3 separate regions of the Sus scrofa genome follow, and all the other regions are linked to region 1. A link is a contact called in public HiChIP or PLAC-seq data. All regions are on one chromosome and are shown on one strand. The core of a region is the stretch at or near the end of the contact, and the rest is flanking DNA. Distances in the headings are between cores, read along the strand shown.

Evidence for each region. HiChIP or PLAC-seq counts read pairs in DNA pulled down with a chosen protein or histone mark.
Region 2: a contact with region 1 is called in an H3K27ac HiChIP or PLAC-seq map of alveolar macrophages. The contact joins two enhancer-like sites. A contact is called at or near these places in 1 of 47 Hi-C or Micro-C datasets (heart right ventricle) and 2 of 2 datasets of contacts at active chromatin or transcription factors (alveolar macrophages and skeletal muscle).
Region 3: an H3K27ac HiChIP or PLAC-seq map of alveolar macrophages shows a contact between it and region 1. The contact joins two enhancer-like sites. A contact is called at or near these places in 1 of 47 Hi-C or Micro-C datasets (embryonic fibroblasts) and 1 of 2 datasets of contacts at active chromatin or transcription factors (alveolar macrophages).

The regions. Positions count from the first base shown.
Region 1 is chr10:56,495,960-56,500,453 of Sscrofa11.1, forward strand. No RefSeq gene overlaps it. Among named protein-coding and RNA genes, the nearest start is that of NRP1, 67 kb to the left of the region's middle. Within about 2 kb of position 2,247, at least 3 of the 83 cell types and tissues checked have an H3K27ac peak or open chromatin away from gene starts, as enhancers often do. A contact at or near this core is called in alveolar macrophages, where this site is marked.
Region 2 is chr10:56,770,739-56,775,611 of Sscrofa11.1, forward strand. LOC110255705 (a long non-coding RNA gene) reads left to right here. Exons shown (of 2, transcript XR_002336405.1): 2 at 1-679. Among named protein-coding and RNA genes, the nearest start is that of NRP1, 340 kb to the left of the region's middle. Within about 2 kb of position 3,508, at least 5 of the 83 cell types and tissues checked have an H3K27ac peak or open chromatin away from gene starts, as enhancers often do. A contact at or near this core is called in alveolar macrophages, where this site is marked.
Region 3 is chr10:56,799,999-56,804,804 of Sscrofa11.1, forward strand. No RefSeq gene overlaps it. Among named protein-coding and RNA genes, the nearest start is that of NRP1, 370 kb to the left of the region's middle. Within about 2 kb of position 1,318, at least 16 of the 83 cell types and tissues checked have an H3K27ac peak or open chromatin away from gene starts, as enhancers often do. A contact at or near this core is called in alveolar macrophages, where this site is marked.

The DNA.
Region 1 (4,494 bases), core at 997-3,496:
CAGTCTTAGAAGCAGCAAATGAACCTTCTGCTCACCAGCTTTATTGCCCCGTCTGTGATCTCACTGCTTTCTTCAAACTACCAGGGCCCCAAATGACCATTATAGGACCTGGTTCTGCACCTGGAACCCAGGAGCCAAGTGGAAACAGTGACAAAACTGGTGGACCAGGAATGGTGAGAATGTGAGGGCAGGCAAGAGAGAAAAAGAGAAAGAGGGAGTTCCTGTTGTGGTGCGGTGAAAATAAATCTGACTGGTATCCATAAGGATGCGGGTTCAATCCCTGGCCTTGCCCAGTGGGTTAAGGATCTAGTGTTGCCTTGAGCTGCTATGTGGGTCACAGATGCAGCTCGGATCCCAAGTTGCTGTGGCTCTTATGGCTGTGGCTGGCAGTTGCAGCTCTGATTCGACCCCTAGCTTGGGAACTTCCACATGCTGTGGGTGCAGCCCTAAAAAAAGAGAGAGAGAGAGAGAAAGGAAGCAGCAAAACAAAATTCCAAATAGAGGAGACTAATGCTAAGAAAGTAGACCAACCAACCAACTAACAAACCAACCAACAAACAAGAACAAAACACCACCAGGACAAGAAATCAGCATAGATAAAGTCTGGGCAAAGACCTATATTTAGGGTGATTAAAAAGACAAATGAAGAGGAATGGTTATAAAATATAATTAAGAAACAAACATAAGAAGGCATAAATACAGCCAGAATGAATAGATATGGGAAAGAACCAAATCTAAAATTTTGGAACTAAGGAATATAATAATTGGAATAAAAAGAAAACTCAAATACAGGATAAACTTAATTCTGTGAAAAAGCACATAACAGATTGTAAAGATATTGCTAAGAAAGTATATTCAGCATGCAGCAAACAGTGGGGTTAGGAGGAAGAGATTTATAAACATGCATGAAAGAGCAGTTAAGAGACATGGAGGAGAGTTTACGAGTTCCATAATCTAATGAGAGTTCTGGGAGAAGAGAATGGAGGAAATGAGTGGGCAAAAAGACAAGCATGAGTCCTTGTAATGAAAATGCATACTGTGAGTCTAGAAAGAGGAACAAAACCAATCTATACTGGAGATCCTGTTGTGGCTCAGTGGTAATGAACTTGACTAGTATCCATGAGGACACAGGTTCAATCCCTGGCTTCACTCAGTGGGTTAAGGATCTGGCAGTGCCATGAGCTGTGGTGTAGCTTGCAGATACAGCTCAGATCCTGCATTGCTGTGGCTGTGGCTTAGGCTGGCAGCTGTAGCTCTGATTTTACCCCTGGCCTGGGAACTTCAATATACTATGGGTGTGGCCCAAAAGCAAAAAACAAAACAGAACAAAATGAAAAAAAAAAAAAAAACCAAATAACCAAATCTGTATGCCTAGTCACATCATAGTAAACTCAGAAAGCACAGAAGACAGAAGAGATAGCTTATCTAGAACAGATGGCAGATAAACAAATAGCTAAAGGAAACTACTTAGCAACATGATTTTTAAAACCAGCTAAACTACCATCAACAGTGAGATTGAAATAAAAACATTTCAATACATGTTAAAAGCTAAGAACTATAATAATAAAAGGGGTAATATCCATGAGATCAGTGTTCATCCACCATGGAACACTGGGCCCTGTGTTGGTTGGTAAAGGGACTGAGAAACCAGGCTTGCTGTTCCTTTGCTGACATCGTCTCATGTCTGTGGAGCGGCCCTGATGCTCTGCAGAGATAGAAATTCTTATCCACCTTCACTTGAAGAATGAGTGGGGCAAAGATGGGCTAGGAAAGAGAGGAGTATGGGGACAGAAATGCCAACAGCCCATGGCTTTTTCTTGAGAAGGTTCTAGCATCTGGGAGGATGAAGAGAGGAAGCTGAGCAAAGCACCTGTGGGCCATCTTCCTGAAGAAAGACGGTTGATGGCTTCAGTTCACTGCTACTCTGCCTCCCATTGTGATTTAAAATGTGATTACTTTTGTCATCCAGATTTACTAATTTTTACTTTCTCTGTCCATTCTGGAAGTGATAGTTTGGGATGGATGAGAAATATTCTCCCCCCCCCCCAAGTCCAGTCATACAACTGAGGTTTTATACTTCTATGCAAGTTCCTGACACTTGAGAAATGCTGGGCTTAAGAATTGGCACCTCTAGCATGGGAAGAATCATTCGGTTAATTCCTCTAAAGTTTCAGAGGGAGAGAACCAGCTGGCCTCTGAAGGGTCGGTGAGGAGGAAGAGGGCAAATCACAAGATGGCCAAAAGTGATTCATCATCAGGACGAGGGTGGAAGGAGAAGTCAGTGAGTGCCCACGCTGGGCATCCTTGCTGGACCTTTCATTATTCAAACTCTGGCTGTGATTCACCCACACTTCCGTTGCAATTCAGACTCCAGAGTTGAGAGCCGATAGAGGATAAAATAAGCGTGAACCATGGAATTCTGACTTGGTCTGGAGGATAAGATCAATATTGACCTGGCAGCAGCACTGGTAAGGAGGCCAAGGATAAAGCTGTGATTAGGTCACCTTTCCTGGAAGGGGCAAAGCTGGATGGACAGAAGATGTGGGGCGGAATTTGGGGAGTGCAGCTAAGGGGATGAGGGAAGGATGCTTTGTTGGGAACCACTCTCTGGAAGGTGTGTCTTCAGAGACCATTTATCCGTCAGTACTTTACTCAGACTCACTCAGTCCCAGGGTGAGCTTGGGCCTGGTGGTACCCCTGGGGAAGTGGTGCTTCGTGACCTCATGTAGCAGGGAAAGCTCCATTTACTTCTGTGGACCGTCATAAAGGGCAGGCCTGTGAGGAAGGAACCAGAAGGAACCAGAGACAGAAGGAAGACCTTTCTGAGATTTCCCTTTGCTTCCTCAGGATGGCCAAGTTCTAAACAGGGTACATCCACCAAAGATTATGAAAAATCTATGACCTCACACTAACCTGAAAAGACACCTGCACCCCCATGTTCATAGAGCACTATTTACAATGGCCAAGATATGGAAACAACCTAAATGTCCATCAACAGATGAGTGGATAAAGAAGATGTGGTACAGATACGCAAGGGGATGTTAGCCATAAAAAAGAATGAAATTCTACCATTTGCAACAAGGATGTCTTGGTGAAATAAGTCAGAGAAAGACAAATTCTGTTATGTTATCACTTACATGTGGAATCTAAAACATAAAACAAATAAAGGAATATAACGAAATAGACACAAAGTAGTGGTTACCAGTGGGGAGGGAAGGAGGTGAGGGGAGAGATAGGAGTAGGCATTAAGAGGTACAAACTATTACGTATAGAGTAAACCAAGTAGAAATGATTGCAACCTTCAATGAAACTTCTAAAATGAAATAAAAAAGAGGAGTTCCTGTCGTGGCGCAGTAGTTAACGAATCCGACTAGGAACCATGAGGTTGCGGGTTCGATCCCTGCCCTTGCTCAGTGGGTTGAGGATCTGGTGTTGCCGTGAGCTGTGGTGTAAGGTCGCAGACGCGGCTCGGATCTTGCATTGCTGTGGCTCTGTACAGCTCCGATTTGACCCCTAGCCTGGGAACCTCCATATGCCGCGAGAGCGGCCCACAAAATAGCAAAAAGACAAAAAAAAAAAAAAAAAAAAAAAGAAAGTACTAGCGTGTATTCATTAAAAATTCTCTTTGTAGAATGTATGATTCAATATCATAAGAATGTAATGTTTCCCAAGTTAGTTTATAAATTCACTTCCATCTCAAAAAAAAAAAAAAAAAAGTTATGACTAGAGTTCCCGCAGTGGGTTAAGGACCTGGCTTTGCTGTAGCTACAGCTCAGATTGGATGATCCCTGGCCCTGGAACCTCCAAATGCCATGAGCATGGCAGGAAAGAAAAAAAAAAAAGTAAAACCAAGTATGTATAATTAAAACTACAACTGAGGATCAGTTATAGTTGAATCATGCTCTGATAAATACTAAAAATGCATTTTTCGTTACTCAGGAAATGACAGTACAGCAGCAGTCCTATTTCCCAGGGGGTCATAAAATCCACCCCTGCTTTGACCATCCACCCCTGCTTTCAGAAAAACTGTGCAAATCTAAGGGCTCTGTGTATCTCGTGCGCTAAGTCTGATTCCAGTAGCAGGAGTGACTTGGATCTGAGTGATCTGGGAGGAGCTGCGTCGCAAACCCGGGAAAACCCTTCCAATCACCCAGCAGAGGAAAGTGGGGAGAAAATGGCCCTCACACTCACGGGTCATTCTTGAAGCCTGAAGGATCGGTCATAGAGCAGCTGAGGGTAAGGCTGGAGGTTATGTATAGAGAATGCAACATCAGTGAACCATACAGCAGCAAGGATCTGGGCTGGAAATAAAATTTTAACAGTGAATAATATTTAATACAGGAAAGTGTGAATTTTTTGTACAGCTGGAGTCCTCCTTGTTGAGATTCCAATGGCCAAATGCCTAAGTCTTTGAAAAGAGAAAGAATTACACCTCTTTTCTTTTTCCTCAGCCATGCCTGCAGCATGTGGAAGGTCCCACATCACAGCAGTGAC
Region 2 (4,873 bases), core at 2,258-4,757, 280 kb after region 1:
TCAGCCCCAGCCCCTCTGAACCCTTTGCAAGTTCACCCCACCTACCCTTCCTATCTGTTCTGCGATGGCATCTTTTCCCAGCGTCTGCTTCACCTGTCTCCGCCTGTCTGTGTGACTCCAGGCTGCCCCTTGGTCAGCAGGACAGAGCCTTCTGCCTCCGTGGGCTGCTGCCAAGCTTAATTTTAGCACTCTGCAAATGACAGTAAGTCCTGCAAAGCAGATCAAAGCATTGGCCCCTGCATGCTGGCCAGCATGGCGAATGATTCTCTGGGACAGAGCAAACAACCTCGAAAATTTCTTATGAGTCAGCTGTGAGGCGCTCAGGCAAGCAAGATCACAGGACAAGTTCACACGTTCACATGGAATGACCAGGAGGCTCATTTGCCACAGAGGTCAAGCTCGTAGGCTGGCAGCCCCATCAGCCCGGCAGAAGGACAGGCTTCCGCAGAGATGTCTCTTCGGAGAATGTCACACTTAGGCCATCTCCAGACAGCCTCGCTTGGGCGAAGGTGGCCTTTGTCACGGGAATAAATCTGAGGTCCTTTTGATGAAGAAGCCCAGAATGCCATCTTCCACCACAGGAATGTCTTTCTCAAGCTTTTGGATAGAAAATAGTCAGCGGAAGGCTATCGGTTTTGGATGAATGATCCAAACTATCAATAAAAAATTATCAAATAGATGATCAGCCTTATACCTCTTTCTGTGTTATACAGGTCTGCTCAACTCTTCAGCAAGGACATGATTCCTGATCTATAGAATCTAGTTATTGGCCTATGTCTCTATTACAAAAGCGTTGAGAAGACCTCACCTCGCCTCTTCCCGAGAGTATTTGGGAGAGTAATGTGTGCATGCAGTTCCCTCTGAATATCTCTGGTATCCCAGGAATTTAAACGTTAGGGATGTTGACAGGGGCTGACATTTCCCATACGATGGTCTGGAAGGAGCTTGGTCCTGTGAAACAGACAGGCTGATCTTGAAATAAAGTTCACGGAGTCTGCTGAAGGGAAAAATCTCAGAAGCCAAGTATTATCAGGTCACGGGAATAACTGCAAGGCCCACCATGAGCAGTCAAAAAATCGGAGGGCTTGCTCTAAAGGTAAAACACATTTCCCTTCACAAAATGAGTAAAATTCACAGAATAAAATCAGAGAAGTCGGTTTTCTTTTCTTTCACATTCTCTCCCTTCATCGTGTAAAAATGTAGCTCTTCTCCCTCTCGTCCTTCCTGCTACGCATTTTATTAATTATCTTCCTATAGATTAATTATTAAAAACATTCTAATCACGAAGTTAATTAAAATTTAATTCTCACATCATATGAATGATGAGATAACACAAGCTTAGAAGGTTCAAGAAGACACAGAACACTGAGTTCCAGTATGTTGCACAATGCCCAGCACCTAGTAAGTACTCGCTAAACACTTCAGTAAATGGACAAACAAAGGCACTGAAGAAAGTGGACATGGGCATGGGTTGAGAATTAAAGAAGATAACTGTTCCTGCACAGAGAAGGTATTCCATATTTCCTCTTTTTCTTCCCTCCACAAAACAGCTAGAGAAATCGCTCTCTATTCCAGCCTCTCACTCAGTTTTTACAAATAGCAGGTGAGGAATTTCACTTCCTTACTGCGTTGGTCCACCAACAATGTCCAAGTCAGCAGGCAAGGCCCAAGATGCCCATGAGGGGAGTTGGAACTCACTCATTATTAATCCAGGTAGTGCCCCACCCTGCCTTAGCTCCAGAAGCCCCTGGATGGTTTTAGCAAACGCCCACTCTAGAAAGGATGGGTTCCAGAGAATCTTCCCCTCAAACAGTGAGTTGTCTTGCTGAGCCCTGCTCTGTGCTCCAGCCCATGGCTGCCCTTGGCCAGAGGGAAATCCAAAGAAAGGATCCAGTTCTTGATTACGGAGCAACAAAAGCCTAGCAACAGAGGAATGGGGGGGTAATTCCAGATTGCTCTACACTTTTTATTCTAATGACAAAGTGAGATCTTCCTGGGATGATCTGAGTATAATCCTTGCCTAAGATATGGCAGCAAACTTCAGACATCTTGGAGTTTCCACTATGGCTCAGCAGGCTAAGAACCCTGCTAATATCCATGAGGATGAGGGTTCGATCCCTAGCCCTGCTCAGTGAGTTAAGGATCTGGCATTGTCGCAACCTGCAGCATAGGTAGCAGATGTGGCTCAGATCCTCTGTTGCCATGGCTGTGGTGAGCCCTCAGCTGCAGCTCCTATTCGACCCCTAGCCCATTGGAATTTCCATATGCCACACATGTGGCCCTAAAAACAAAAAAACCCTTCAGAACCTCTTGAGTTCTTTCCATCCCTAGAAATCTTTGAACAATTCTAAAGTGCTCACATATTGACTAAGAGAAAAAAAAATTCCTGTGCTCAAGGGCCCACTTCGTTCCTCCACTGAGAAGCTTTCCCAGATGGTAGAGCACATATTAGCACCTAGGATGAGTGAGTACAGTCTGGCCAAAGAAAAACACGGCTGAGTAAACTTACATATCAAGCTCCTTAGAACATCTCATAGCAACTCTCATCATTTTTCTCACATAAAATGGCAATACCAACTCGGTTAAGTTTTACTTAAGTAAATGTTTGGAAATTCCTTAAAAAGTAAACACAGAAGACCAGAATTTTTTATTCTAACCTTGGATCACTAAAGGATTAAAGAGAAATGGAATGATTATTATAACAATTTTGTTATTTTCATATGAAGTTTTAATTTTGTTTTTTCATTAGTGGGAGTTCCCATTGTTTCATTAGTGGGAGTTCCCATTGTGGCTCATTGGGTTAATAACCCAACATAGTCCCCCTGAGGATGCAGGTTCTATCCTTGGCCTCGCTCAGTGGGTTAAGGATCCGGCATTGCCGCAGGCTGCAGCAGAGGTTGCAGATGCGTCTCAGATCCATGGTTGCCGTGGTTGTGGCGTAGGCCTGCAGTTGCATTTCCCTTTCAACCCCTAGCCTGGAAACTTCCATATGCTGAAGGTGCAGCTGTAAAAAGAAAAGAAAAAAAATAAAGTTTCACTGGTGTCATCCATATTTATAGATAGGTGTATAATTCATTTTATACGCATATATATGTGCACATTCCTAATGGAAACTTTGTTATTAAATTCAAGGATCATGATAAACTTATGTAATGTCCCTCTATAAGAGCCTTTTCTGACACCAACTGTTTATGTTGAAGTTCTTTCTGGCACCACCCACCGGCAGCTAACACAGACCTACAAATAAAGTCAGAGTGCACAGACGGTCCTACTTCAGATGCTAGCCAGAAGCAGTGTCCCCAAGCCACACGCACTCTTGTCCAACTGGCTCCAAAACCAGGGGCTTTCCATGATGTGTCAGGCTTGAGAAATTCACTAGAACAGCACGCAGAAGTCAGAAAATCTCTATCCTTACAATTGCCGTTTTATCATAAAGAACACACAGCAGGCCCAGTCAAATGAAGACACTCATGACGCAAGATCTGAGTCTTGAATGCAGAGCTTCCATGCCCTCTGCCTGTGGAATTGGGTGCATCACCCTCCTGATACACTGATGTCTCACCAACCAGGAAACTTAGGAAGGTCCAGAGTTTTTACTAAGGTGTCATTGTGTAGGCATGGAACTCAATCTGTATCCCCACTTCCCTCCCTGGGAGTCAGGCTACCTCAGAACCCAACTGTCTCATCACTTGGTTGATCTTTCTGATGACCACCCCTTACCCTGAGCCATCTCATTGGCATGAACTCAGGGACCCAAGGAAGTCATGAATAACAAAGATACTCCTACCTTGCAGAATTCTAGGGGTGTCAGGAACACAGGACAAAGACCAGGCAACCTCTCAACTCTACTATAAAGCCCCATGGCACAAAACCGAGTGCACTCAGGTAAAACAATTCTATACATAGCCAGGCTGTTTTGGTCCAGGTACATGGCTTTTTTAGGGAATTTTAATGCATCTACAAGGATGAAATGACTCATCCTCCCAGCTGTGCTTCACAATTGTGAATTCCTTCGGCTCTATCTTTAAATTTTATATAGGTAATTAAGAGCCCTAAAAAGCTGTAGGAACCTGGCAGCCATTATCATAACCATGTAACCCAACCTTACCTTACCAATTATAGGACCATGGATGTCACACGTCTCCTCATATGATGCACTAAGAAGGATACAGCTTCACTTTTGTAGTATTACTATCAAAAACTGAGAACGTGAACCTGTTTATGAGGGAACATTCGATACACATGCGTTGAGAAGTGGTTTACAAACCAACAGACCTGTATTCGTTGAAAAGAGCAAAGTCAAGACAAACAAAGACAGAGTGAGGGATGGTTCCAGGAAAAGGAAACTAAAGAGACATGACAGCTAAATGGAATCCACTGCTCTAAGTGGGATCCAGGACACGGAACAAAGAGGACATTATCAGGGCAGCTGATACAAATGTTATGGATCATAGGTCCAATAGTAGGGTTACATCAATGCTGTATTTTCTGGTTTTGACAACTGCGTTGTGTACAAAGAGGGCCTCGGGTAAGCGACCTTCCTTGTCTTTAGAAAATGTACACCCACTCACTGTGGTGGTGTGTCTGTACTTCACTCTCCAAAGATCCCACATGAGAAATGGAAGAGGGGGTGGTAGTAAATGATAAAGCAAATGGGGTAAAATGTGAACAATAAGTGATATTCTTGGCAAAGGGTATGTAGAAAGTCTTTGGACCACATCTGTATCTTTTCATTAAGTATAAATGATATCAACATATAGTTCAAAACACTTCCAAACATGCTTCAAAAAGTCAATGTATGAAGAGGGAAGAAATGTGTAGTGTTGCAAAGAAAATACAAAACTAGCTTGAAAGAAACACGGACAGGTGCTGT
Region 3 (4,806 bases), core at 68-2,567, 300 kb after region 1:
CAACCATCACCCAGTCTCACCACCACAGCACCAAAAGCCTCCTCACAGCAATGCCCAGCTTAGACTGTCCTCTGTCAAGAAAAATTAGGAGTTCCTGTCGTGGAAATGAATCCACTTAGTATCCACAAGGATGCGGGTTCAATCCCTGGCCTCCCTCAGTGGGTAAAGGAACTGGCATTGCCATGAAGTGGGGTAGGTCGCTGACGTGGCTTGGATCTGGTGTTGCTGTGGCTGTGGCTGTGGCCAGCAGCTACAGCTCTGATTCGACCCCTAGCCTAGGAACCTCCATATGCCAACGGTGGGGCCCTAAAAAAAAAAAAAAAAAAGAAAGAAAGAAAGAAAAAGAAAAGAAAAATTACAAATTTCATGACAAATTTGTGAATGTAACCATATAAAATTGTCTTGAAGGTTTCGTCAATCTGAACAACCTAAATTAGAGCCAGGAACTCTGAAACATTTTTCTAATTAGTGGGGGAACCATGTGGGGTTGACTCATGTATATTTGAAATTGACATTAATCTCATTCAAACAAGTTTAATGAATAATCATTAAAATTTGATATAAGTAGATTTCTCCCATTTCTTCCATTTTTAACAGAGGAATTGTGTGTATAAAAGGAAACAGATTTAGCCTTTTCTCTCTGGACATAATACCATCTGATTGACAGATTTAAAAGATTCTGTCAGCCTCATGCTTAGATTTTTTTTCTTTTTCTTTCTTTCTTTCTTTTTTTTCAGTTTTAGGTTGTTCCTTTACTTTGCCCCCTGTTCATACACCCAAGTAGGGAACGCAGATTTTTTTTGTTTTGTTTTGCTCTTTTTCTACGGGCACACCTGTGGCATATGGAGGTTCCCAGGCTAGGGATCTAATCAGAGCTGTAGCTGCCGACCTACACCAGAGCCACAGCAACGCCAGATCTGAGCCACATCTGGGATCCTCACCACAGCTCACGGCAATGCCAGATCTTACTTAACCCACTGAGCAAGGCCAGGGATCGAACCTGTAACCTCATTGTTCCTAGTCGGATTCGTTAACCACTGAGCCATTTTGGGAACTCCAGAATCTCAGATTTTACACAAAATAAGCTGCTTACATTGACATCCTGGAAGTGAAATCTTAAATTTGAGGAAATGAACACAGACAAACTCACAGTGAATATGTCTCAGACTCGTGGCTTAGAGAAATTTCACAAAGCAAAGATTACTCAGCTCTTGAAGTTAGTTTATGGGAAACGGAATTTTATGGCTCTTCCATCCATGAGACTCATCATCTCTGCACACCAGTTGCCCCTCCCCCTGCAGCCAGCAATTAAGAACAGGGCTGCATCTGGACATTCTGATGCAAGAGTGACATTCGGATTTAGCCTGACTTGTAAACAGCATGATTCATAAAAACCCAAGTGAGTAACAAAAGAAAGCGGACAAGGCAGTGAGGAGCTGTAATCATTGTGAATCCAAGGATGTGCAAATGTCCACTTCTTCCCGGCTGCTCGGGAGGCAAGCAGCTGATGTGTCAGCCCAGATTCCAGAACAATCCGCAATCTCCATTAAGCACTCATCATGCAAAAGATGGGTTAGCTCTGAGAAGATGTATCAGAAAATGACCACTCTCTTCTTAAGGATTACCCTCCAGGTGAAGGGGGGAGAAAAAAAGATGCGTTATGTCCCCCAATCCCTTCTGTGCCAGACAAAACCATTGCACAAGATTAGAAACCAGAGGGTGGAAGTTGCTTCCCTAAGGGAAAAGCCTTTCTCTCCAAGCCACCGCGATTCCCGAGGCTGGGGTCCTGAGTGGACGCTGGCTTCCTGCCTCCCGTATAAGACAGTTGAATTCCTCTGTCCTTCTCTCTGGTGCAGAAAAGCTCTTCAGCCATACCTCCTGGAAGCTGATCCATCTTCTTGCTAGCCCAGCAGACAGGGGTTTTTAGAACATAAACAGTGGAGTTCCCTCTGTGGGTGAGCAGGTTAAGAACCCGACATAGTGTCCATGATGATTTGAGTTCAACTCCTGGCCCCGCTCCGTGGGTTAAGCATCCAGCATTGCCACAAGCTGCGGCAGAGGTCACAGATGTGGCTCAGACCTGGTGTGGCTGTGGCACAGGATGGCAGCTGCAGCTCTGATTCAACCCCTAGCCTGGGAACTTCCATATGCCGCAGGTGCAGCCCTAAAAAGAAAAAAAAAGAAGAAGAAGAACATAAACAATTCTACTGTGGTTAAGCACCTGAATGCATGAGAGATTTACTGGGGGGCGGGGGAGGGGGGTAGGAAAGCTATTGTCTGCCTTTCTGTATGGTTATTTATATTCAATCTCAGCTCTTCACTTTTGCACACACACACACACACACACACACACACACACAAGAAATTAAGAAGGATTCTCTGGAGTTTTGCACACACCAGACAGCCTGTCTGGCGTTGGCCGCCGTGCATTTTTTTCTAGCTATGGACACCAGCAGAGCAGACCAGCATATCTTTCTGGATTTTCTTCTGAGCACATGGTAGGACTGCCATGCCTCGCCCTCCTCACCAGGTGTGGGCCTGTGATCTGCTCTGGCAGGAAAGAGAATGGGGTGACACACCTCCCTTCCAATGTGTGACTCAATTTCTTTCTCTTTTCCCTCGGCCACCTTGATCAGCAATTTTTTTAGCCGGTGTTGTTCACTCAGATCAGGTCCTAGAGGTGAGACGAGGCAGAAAACGATGAGCATGTGGACAGAAAATATACCCTGTTCTTCAAACTACTGAGACTGGGAGGTCTCTTGTCACTGCCCTTGAACCTCGCCTCTGCGGCTGAGATACTAACCTTGAACGGTCTCCCCAGTCTCTGAGACACGCTCATGTTTACACCGCCTACTTTGGAGCAGAGTCTCAGAGCCCAACATGGCCCTGTGCCCTATGTTCAAAGAATGGAACACCAGTAGGGCCAGCACAGACGCGTGATGGGTTCCGCATCAGCAGAGTGCTTTGCAAAAGCTCTCCAAAGCTCTTGACGTCAGGTCTGAGCTGCATGCCTCTGCGAAGAAAAAAAAAAAAGATCACTTTAAGAGTCCAGGCCTTTTGTTTTTGAAATCAGCTCTTGGTCTTTATCCCTTTCCTACCTGAACTTACTCTCCTCATAAATTCAAACAAGATAACTCGCCCATCAGACGTTAATAAAGACATAGGGCCGCCGATCCATTTTGGGAAATACACACTGAGTCATCCATTTCTCCACCTAACTGTTCAGCTGCCCCCACTTCCAGGAATTATTTCTGTCGAGAACAGCAGTTATTCATTCTCCAGCCCCCAATTCACCCCGGCTCAGCCATCTCTCAAGCCATAATAGGGCAATTTGGAAACACAAACCAACTCAGGGATGTGGCCAGTCTCTGCGCATGTGCATGGCTGCCTCGGTCTCTTCCACAAGCGGGTCGGTGGGGCTGCCTGGTCAGCAGCGGCAGGTGCTGCCCCAGGATTCTCACCTTCCATCAGCACACAAATAACAAGCGCAGCTACTCTCTTTCACAGGCCTGAAAGAAACTTAAACGGGGCGGGGAGTGGCCAACACAGTGACACGGAAATCTTCAGATATGGAATTTACCTGAAGATACCTTTTCCACCATTCGACCCGCAAATGATTACAGATCGGTCTAATCGTGGGCACAGCAAAGGCAAATCATATTTAGATGAAACCTAGAAGTTCAAAAGACTGAGGGGAATCTTTTGCTACAAAGGCAGCAAGAGACACTCGAACACACCAACCTACAAAACCGAGCTTTTCATCTCATGTCAAAGACGGCTCTGCCGAGGTGATCCAGAAAGTGGATTCGATTATGCCACTTTGTTCTGAAGATATTTCTGTTTGGTAAAAGTGAGGCCCCTCTTTGGGTTAAATGCCCCTTCTTTATGCTCCCCCAGTACTCTCTGCATCCTGCCTGTGTGCTGTTCCTGCTGCAGAGGGACGGCTGACGCCCTTCTCTGACGGTGTGTTCCTTCTGGGAGGGGACCGTGTCTGATTTTATTGCCGCATCCTTGGCAGGGAGCATCCGGCCTGGCACAGAGCACTGACTCGATAAATATTGAACACTGAAGGCTTTTTGATGATGTCACTTTTGAGTATCCCAGACTCTTCTCCTGCCAGGGCAGAGTCTGGCAAGGGCCAGGGTCCCCCATGCAAGCTTCCCCCCAGGAAGGAACAGATCAGGAATGAGGCAGAAAACTTCCCCCAGATCAGGCTTCGCATAACTTAGGGGAAAGTCAGGAGAAGGGCCCAACCATCTTCAAAGTCTATAATTATATTGAGGAGCTACATTCTGTATCTTAAAATGACTTCTATAAAAAAAAAGTTATGAGAACATTTGATCCTGTATTTGGCAGATTATAATCTTAAACACACGCATGCACCCCACTTCTCAAGGGCTTCTTTTAAGACTTTTAAAGATCCAAACCCCTTCTTGTGACTGATAAGGCCTGGTGATCTGAGCCTGCGGACTGGGTTTAGGACTTCACCATCTCTTCCGGGGAAGAAATTCAAACACCCAAAGCATTGATTAGATTAGTCACTTGGGGCCCATGGAACTCACTTTAAGAATGAACCAGTCCTGGAGTTCCCGTCGTGGCGAAGTGGTTAACGAACCTGACTAGGAACCATGAGGTTGTGGGTTCGGTCCCTGCCCTTGCTCAGTGGGTTGACGATCCAGCATTGCCATGAGCTGTGGTGTAGGTTGCAGACTCGGCTCGGATCCCGCGTTGCTGTGGCTCTGGTGTAGGCCGGTGGCTATAGCTCCATTCAACCCCTAGCCTGGGAACCTCCATATGCCGCGGGAG